2 separate regions of the Zea mays genome follow, and region 1 is linked to region 2. The links are chromatin contacts, called in public Hi-C maps. All regions are on one chromosome and are shown on one strand. The core of a region is the stretch at or near the end of the contact, and the rest is flanking DNA. Distances in the headings are between cores, read along the strand shown. Region 1 has its middle 240 kb from the start of LOC103641085. Region 2 has its middle 7.8 kb from the start of LOC103641085.

Region 1 (4,510 bases), core at 174-2,673, 230 kb before region 2:
TGTTTATATATGTTTTGTTCTAGTGATTCATTGCGGGCAACGGGCGGTTCAGTCCCATTAATTGAGTGTGGTTGGTGGGGTTGTTTCCTGGTCCGATTGACTTCTCTAGTGTAGTAACTCGTTAATAGTTAGGCTAGTTTGGTGCGGCTTAATAGCTGGGCTAGTTTGGTTGGACGTTTTCGTCGAGTTGGTGGCTAATAAGGTCCATCATCCATAAGTAGCACTTAGGGCTAGTTTGAGAGTCACAAAACCAAAGGAGATTGGAGGGACTAGAATTCCCTTCTTATTTAAATTTAAATAAGAAGGAGATTGTAGTCCCTTCAACTCATCCGGTTTTGTGGCTCCCAAACTAGACCTTAGGTGTTAAAATAAAAAACAAACAAAGCTAAAAGTTCATCACGATGCTGCGGTACAAGTAACCATATTGGTTAGTCCAACTATTTCTTGTCGGCAGCGGGCAGCTAGCTAGTGGATTATTCTCCGGTTTATTCCACGCGTATCATGAGCATGCTGGCGCAAACAATTCAATTGGGTAGGGGCGGGGGCTGCATCTGTACCATACTTGAGTGTGTGTTGGACAAATAAACATTTTTTTTGAACCACCAAATTTAAGATCAATGGCTCAGATGACTACACAACGAATAGACTGCTGGCTTCTAATTATATTGTTACTACTACATACGATCTTTACTAAAAGAAAAATATATGAAAATGATTTTATTGTCGACTCACTTATGTGATTGGTTACTGTTTGGGGCATGTGTGTTGGAGATCTGTCACAAGCTATACAATTTTCACAATGTTTACATGAATTCAAGAGTAGAGTTCTTAGTTGTTTTTAGAAAGCTCTTAATTTTCATACATCAGTTAATTTTCACCAGAAGCTAATCAAATCAATCAGGAGCTAATAAGCAACAATAATGGTCCAGCTCCGTTGGGCATTATTGCTAACTCCTTAAGCAATTCATCAGAGCCAATTGCTGCTTGAGTATGCATTCCTTTTGCTGCGCATAGTGCTTGTGCCTTTGCCTAGTTGTAAGTCATGGTCGAAGCAACAAAAATAAAATAGAATAAAAAAGTCACCTCCACCTTTGACAAAAGATGAAAAAAGGTGGCAACAAGGAAAAGCGGCTCCTTTGGCAGGATGCCCAAATAAGTAGAACTCCTTTGGCACCTAAATGGACTCCACTCACACTCACCACTCAGTGTGAGTGGACTGGTTTCTTTTGAGGAGAATTGCCCTTGGGAATTTGATTCATCAGTAAGGGTAGGGGATGCCAATCACTCTCCTGGAAGGTCTTAAAGTGTTGCTCAAAAGGCCAGGGACAATGGAGTAGAAAGTGCATGTAGTGGGAGGTGTGCTTTCCAAAAGGCTGGGCTGCTGTGCTCTCCCACTAAAAAGCTCCTTTTGGATACCTCCAAACAGATGCACATCACCTAGAAGGCACAGAAAGTTGTACTGCTACTCCTGTTTACAGTAGAATGCAGTACTAGTAGCCATCTTTTATAGCATGAAAAACGTGAGCAGATTCAGTTAGGGCAAGTAGGCAGTCATGCCTAACTGCTTTTCTTGAGTTTGCTCCACTGATGACATGCACTGCCTTATCTTCTTGCCTGTAAAAGGAACTTCAACCAAAGTTTTCACAAGTGAAAAGTTGCTGCTGGAAAGCCTGATCCGAAGTGAAAGGTGGAAAGCAGAAAGCACCATCATCTGACAGATAATTCTCCTGGAGTGTTCACAGGGACATGTCGTTCCCTAATTGCAGGGAAAAATGATGTGTGTGACTGCTTTCGTCTTTTCTTTCAGTAACAACCTGCGTGACTTGAGTCCAACCATATACCCATGACAAGAAAAATATGATACTACATGCAAGCGGCAACTTCATTCGTGGAACCCTGAATGAAATCCATTTTGGAGAAAAGGTGGCCAATAAGCGATGTACACCTTGTGGTGAGAGTTTTTTTCCCCTCCTAGTTACAGGCGTAAATATATATAAGAATAAATCAGTATCAGATATGCATGGTATTCAGTGACTAACCTTAAAATAGTCTATGTAGCCCATATATAAATATAATAGTGATAATTAATCAATAGCCATCATTTTCAGTAGTTATATCGCAGCTGTACCTGTGGTCCTGGAGTCTTAAAACCTGTCCAACCTCATTCAAGCTCGAACTGAACTTCAGTTTTAATTACTATAGTACAACATTTTTTCTTACTTGTACCACTTAAGTCCATGCATGAATTAGGCAACAGAGAAGAAAAAGACCGTAGGGATGTGGATCCATGTAGCAAATTTGAAGAGGCTTTAAATGTAAGAACATGAACTAATTAAGTGAACAATTCGATATTATTGGCCCACTTCATCTTTTTGTTTATGTCACTGAATCTAGACAGGATAGTCATCCATAAGTAGCATAGATAAGTATAGAAATTATGGACATACCACCAAACAAAACTGAACTTTCAAGACCAACACAACTGATAACTGAATGTTTTTAGAACCAATATTTTGTTTAGTTGTCATTTTACGGATAGCTATTGAGAGCACTGCATTGCAAAGAAGTACTGCTCTGTCTGTATCTAGAAGAGAAGTAAAAGCTAGTTAGTGATAAACCTGATGACCATCCAAACCAAATTAGCGAGGCTTTTGAATAATCTGAAGTCCGTGCATGTGTCCATGCGAACAAGTGAGCCTAACCTTTGCACTGCCCAGGTGGGCACCCCTTTGCGTTGTAGTGATGGATGCTGGACAAACTTTCTAAGGGAATAAATAAGGGAGACATGGAAAGGATTGGCTCTTTTCATTTGCTCACTGCTCCATCCCTGCCTGCACGGACTGCACAGTGGTGGGGACGAATGGGATGGGAGTGGCAGCATTTGTAAATTTGAGGAAGGCATCAATTGTGTAAGCTAACAAAGCCGTCAAAAAGTTGAGACACCCCACGTCCCACACACACTGTTTCTCTTGTCCCTCTCCAATTTGCAACAGTATGTACTGTACTTGGATGAGCAAAAAATTATCAATTTCTGTTAGAAAATACCCCATCTGTTGTAAATTATATGGCATTTTTAAACTAATAGATACAAAGTTTTTTAATATCTTAGACATAACATATATCTAGGTGCATAATAAAAACTATGAATCTAGAAAAAAATAAAATGTCTTATTATTTGGAGCATATGGAGAAGACATCAAAAATTTTTTTTGGTTGAATAAACATACATAGCAAGAAAAACTATAGCCCAGGCTTAATTTCATCCATGAACTTTTCAAGGCTGTTGACAGATACATAGCAACAAAAACTCTCCGCCTCTGCAACAACTAGCAATATGGTGCTGTTTAATACTGCACCATTCACCCCACTAATAGGTCTAAATAAACATTAAAGCCCATTAGCAAATAAAGGCATGGGTCTTTAAGATTAATTTGGATTTTTGCACCTGAATTTTAGATTCATAATAAATTTTCCTGATAACATTACTATTTTTGTAATTTATTTTTTTGGGATTAGAATAATTCTAGAAACATTAGAATTACAATTTGAGGTTGGAAAATACTCCGAAAGATCAAAATTTTTTGGAAATTTTATGAGAGACATTTTAGAACATAAGGAACCTAATTAAAGTATTTGGAGATCATGATAAGATATTTGAGTGTATCGAAAATTAGAATATGCTCGCAAAAAATAGGGGAAAGGTCCAAAAAAGGTTGGAAATTTCGCCAAAAAGATTTTAAAGATAAGTTGATGAAGGACGAATATAAAGGAGTGATTTGGAGCATAATGGAAGGTTTTAGGAACGTCAAAATTATAAGTATTAATATAGAGATAGCGAGGATTTGGGTTCAGAAAAAGTAAAAGGCACAACCACTACTACAATTTGGCTCTATACAAGCGGTAGGATTTTTGCATCCCAGTCGGTTCGGCTAGAAAACCGCCTGGAATGTCCTAGGCAAATCAGACCGCCTGGGATGTATTCGTATCACAAGCGGTCCGAAATAAAAACCGCTTGTGGTGCTCGATTCGTTTCACAAACAGTCCGAAATATAAAAACCGTCTGTGATGCGCGATTCGTACCACAGGCGGTTCTCAATTAGACCCGATTGTGATTTGATTACCATATTAATATTTATTAACAAAAATATGCCAAATACAATTTAAATGAATTTTAATAGCACACATAGATAACTAGAGAGATATTTTAAATTAATTGGTAACAGCAATGCATAGTCGATCATACATGCTTAATACAATTTGATTCATACAATTTTTCACGAACTACCATTTTTCCGCATGTATGGCTTTAAGTTCTTATCAATTTTCTTTTCCACACGCTTGATTCTCTCTGGACCGTTGAAGACGGACATCTCTTCATACTTATTATATTCCTCATCTCCGTCTCCCACATTCTCAACTCCAACAATTTTTTGCTTTCCAGAAATAACTACATGCATCTTCTCATCTGCTGGATCGAGTACATAGAACACTTGTGCAACACATTCGGTGA
Region 2 (3,936 bases), core at 531-3,030:
AAATCAACATTTGGTTGTCATGCAATCTTTTTCTTGCTATTGCACCATTTCCATGACAACGATCTAGTAATAAATTTTGAATTTTTTTGGAGTCTCTAGAGACTAGGTTATAACAGTAGATGATATAATATTAACAAAATTGACATATGAAGTCAATGTAAATATTTTTTCCAAAGTTTACATTTTACTTGATAAAGTCAATAGTACGTTGGTTTCAGTAATCTCATTTTATCTAATTGATTGAATATGTTATAGAGAATGCATCCATCCCCATATTCCTCAGCTGGATATAGTTGGTTACTCTGTAAGCCTTACAAACATATATGCCTCAGAGAGGATGAGCAATTGGGTAGTTCATTTTCTGGCTGGTGGCTTCCAATTGCCAAGCATAAGATGTATGGAAGAGAGTGTAGCAGAATGGACTGAGTACAAGATTACAGTTGTATACAAGAAATTGTCATCATATTATTCTAAAAAAATATTAGTTTATTAGACTACTGAGGGTACCCAGATGAGACAAGAAAAGTGTTGGCTTCAAGACAGTATTGCCCTCCATCTAGATGAAAAATATGAGCAGAGAAATATAAGTGCATAAATATCATTGGAACCCCGACTTCAAGCTTCCTTTGAAGCCGAGCAACAATGCTAATGTTATGAGGACAGGGGGTCAGCAATACCTAGGGGCCTCGGAGTCCTGCTGCTTCTTCCCGCCACCGTTCCGCTGGCACTTGTCCTTGATCCATTGGAACCCCTGAGATGTTCCATCTTTCACCTTCCTCATGCTGGTGGTCACGATCGCCTTGGTCTTCTGCCCCACGTCGTCTGCCGACGGAAATCAGAAAGGGAACCTATCGATTCGAAAAGGAAACCATGAGGCGCTCATGGCCTCCGCCGACCGTGGCCCCCGACCGGCCCACCGCCTGCACCCATGGCCCCTCCCACATTCCCGTTGGTGGATCCGGAGCCACCACCAGTACCATGAACATCAGGACCAAGAAAGAAATGGCTCTAGTTCAAGAACCCTAGTAAAATTGAGAAGGACCAACCAGAGAGAAGCTTGCCGATGCAGTAGAGTTTGCTAGCGGTGGGGACGATGTTGTCGTCGCCGCTGGCGCACAACAGCACCTCGTCTCCCGCTTGCGCCACCGCCGCTCAGCAGCATCTCGTCTCTCGCTTGCGTCATCGCCGCTCTCCTTTGTGTCGCCCGCTTCGGATTTGTTTCCAGGCCCTTCCGGTCCTGGCTCCAATCCAGTACCTTCTCTAGCCAAAAAAATTCCAAACCTATAGGCTAGAATCCTAGTGGGCTTAACCGAACATAAAAAAAAATTAGAAACCGGGATTTCTACCGGGGTCGGATTTCAACCTGGATTGCTCCACAATCCAGACCCAATCCGCCTAGTTGGGCACAACTGAACAGAGCCTAACTGGGTGCATGAACCAAAAAAACAATCAGTTAATATTAAAACCATATAAGGGTTGTATCATTAAAAGATAAAAGGGAAAACACACAATCATAAATTTTATAGTACTAATTTCTCCTATTTATGCGTTGGGAGAGGTCAACCTCTCGCCTTCGAGTTTTTTTCTAAGAAAAATAAATGAGCACGGTGGTAGAGGAGCAATAAAATTACTACTTCGATATTCCTACAATGGCATCAGCATCAATTTGGGACAGCTGGGAAGCAGAAGGGGAGTGAGTGAATGCATAAAGCGACTCATGGAAAAGGTGCCAAAGACAAGAGGACAAACGGTCTCCGTCATAGATGGAAGATCAGAGGGCCCTGATTAATGGTTCTATTAATTAGGTGGTGGATAGGATGACGGCCTACCACACATTACATACTAGCACACAGTTGCTGATAGATGTTCTTGGTGCTGTACTTGATGATTAGACTTCATATTAAGCCCTAACTAGATAATGTGGAGGGTGAGAGGCGCCACCAATATATAATGTATAGACTATGGCCAGCTGCGGACCTAGAATTTTTATTTAGGATGTGCCGAAACAATTTTTTTATATACACTTCTATCAAAATCTAATATATATCTATTTGCTTCTTCATATTTCAGCCATTAAAACTAAATACTGAATCAACAATTAACAAAACAAAAATCAGCAATAAAATATATATTGCATTATAGATTAACCATTATATATTTACACTCAAAGCTAACAGTTAAGCCGCTAGGCTTTACAATTCACAATAAAAACCTTGGGAATGGGGAATTGGGTATCAACATCCCCTTGACCGCCACAAGATGAGACATCGGGCGTGTGGCCGGCTGACCGCTGGAAGGTCCGACGCAGCCGCATAGGGATGGCTGGCTGGGCACGGTGACAACACATTTTGACGGCGCGCTAGGGCCCAGGAAGGCGGCGACTGTCGCTAAGGCCAGGGGCGACGATGGGCGCTAGGGTCCAGGGAGCGAGCTGTGGGGTGGCGTTGACTGTCTCCTGCTTGTTTGTGGCTCCATGCTCATGGAGGATTGGAGATTGAAGATGAAGCAACGAGTCTAATGCCCATGAAGTCTAGACTCTAGAACGGACGATTAGGGAGGGGTCTGGGTGGGCCTGCCTTAGGGTGTGTCGTGGTCCACCTGGACCCCCTTGGGTCCGCCCCTGACTATGGCCCATTTGTTTCGCCTTTAGCATTGTATTTTTTTCTAAAGTTAAGCTATTGAAGAAATAAACATGGCAACTAAAAATTAGTTGTGTTAAAGTTTAGCACCTTTTAGCACTTTAGATCCACTAAATATGTTAAACTGTGTTAAAAGTGGTCCTAACACCATTTCCCTCTCCTCCACCCATACACACCTTTCTCTCTCCAAGCACGGGCCACTAGCTTTTGCATAGCTAGTATCGTCACTCGTTTATTGCACACCGCATTATTAGAAGTAATATACTAAAGTTTAGTACTTGTATCCAAACAGTTCTCAAATGCTAAAGTTTAGTCCTATAGCCCTGCTTGGTTGGATTTTTTAGCTTCTGGCCACCAAAAGCTGTTGCAGACTGTCAAACGCTTTATCTTTTCAGCCTGCTTCTATAAAAATCGTTTTAATAAAAACTGTCCAAAATCAACATGAACACAAAATCGGTCAAGTCGTCACGATAGTAGAAATTCATCGCTTTCTAGATCCCGTAGCCTTTGTACCACTTCATCTTCCTCCGCATGTAGTCCACACTATACTGAGATTCTTTCCACAGCCAGATTTTCTCCATAGCCAGATTTTTTAGAAAAGTTGGTCAGAAAAAATCTGAACACAAACAGACTCATTGTGGGAACTTAGAGTAGTCACCGTTGAAGCCTAACTATTGCTAAAGTATTTAGGCGAGCCTAATTTACTATTCGTAAATACCTACAATTGCTTTGCTTTTAACTCTGAACGTGGAGAGTATGGAATAGGAGCAAAAAAGTGTAGATGGACATTGTGCTGCTCACCAATGGCTCTCTGAGGCCCTTAGAAATGTGGCCTGTAATAACACTGGTTGGGCACTCTTGGGCGCCGTTGAGTCTTGGGTTTAGATGGTCTGGCCCACTTACACGAAAGCACAGGCCAAATAGAAGGCTAACAAGGCGTGTCCACCTGTCCACCCGAGCCAGCCACCACCACGCCCTGCTGCCCTGCGTCCGACTTTTTTTTTAATTTTGTCTCATTATCGGAAAAAAAATTCACGTTTAAATCTTAAAAAAATTTAATGTCATTTTTGAACCCTCTCCTCGGCGCCATAGCCTATGGCACCGAGGTAACACATCTCGACGCCATAGCCTATGGCGCCAAGGTACATACTGCGCTGGCACAACCCAGACGACGTGGCGCTGACGTGGCACCAAGCTCGGCGTCAAGATCTATGACACTGAGCTTGAAAGTGTAATCACAAAGCTCGTCTAGCTTAGTCGGTAGAGCGCAAGGCTCTTAACCTTGAGGTTGAGGGTT

What was found. A called contact is a pair of places that touch in the nucleus more often than the background predicts.
Region 1: a contact with region 2 is called in a Hi-C map of bundle sheath, with 3 times the contacts expected there. The contact joins two enhancer-like sites. A contact is called at or near these places in 6 of 25 Hi-C or Micro-C datasets (bundle sheath, ear, leaf and 1 more).

What each region holds. Positions count from the first base shown.
Region 1 is chr10:53,933,499-53,938,008 of Zm-B73-REFERENCE-NAM-5.0, reverse strand. No RefSeq gene overlaps it. Among protein-coding and RNA genes, the nearest start is that of LOC103641085, 240 kb to the right of the region's middle. Within about 2 kb of position 1,423, at least 16 of the 20 cell types and tissues checked have an H3K27ac peak or open chromatin away from gene starts, as enhancers often do. A contact at or near this core is called in bundle sheath and leaf, where this site is marked.
Region 2 is chr10:53,703,570-53,707,505 of Zm-B73-REFERENCE-NAM-5.0, reverse strand. No RefSeq gene overlaps it. Among protein-coding and RNA genes, the nearest start is that of LOC103641085, 7.8 kb to the right of the region's middle. Within about 2 kb of position 1,780, at least 10 of the 20 cell types and tissues checked have an H3K27ac peak or open chromatin away from gene starts, as enhancers often do. A contact at or near this core is called in bundle sheath and leaf, where this site is marked.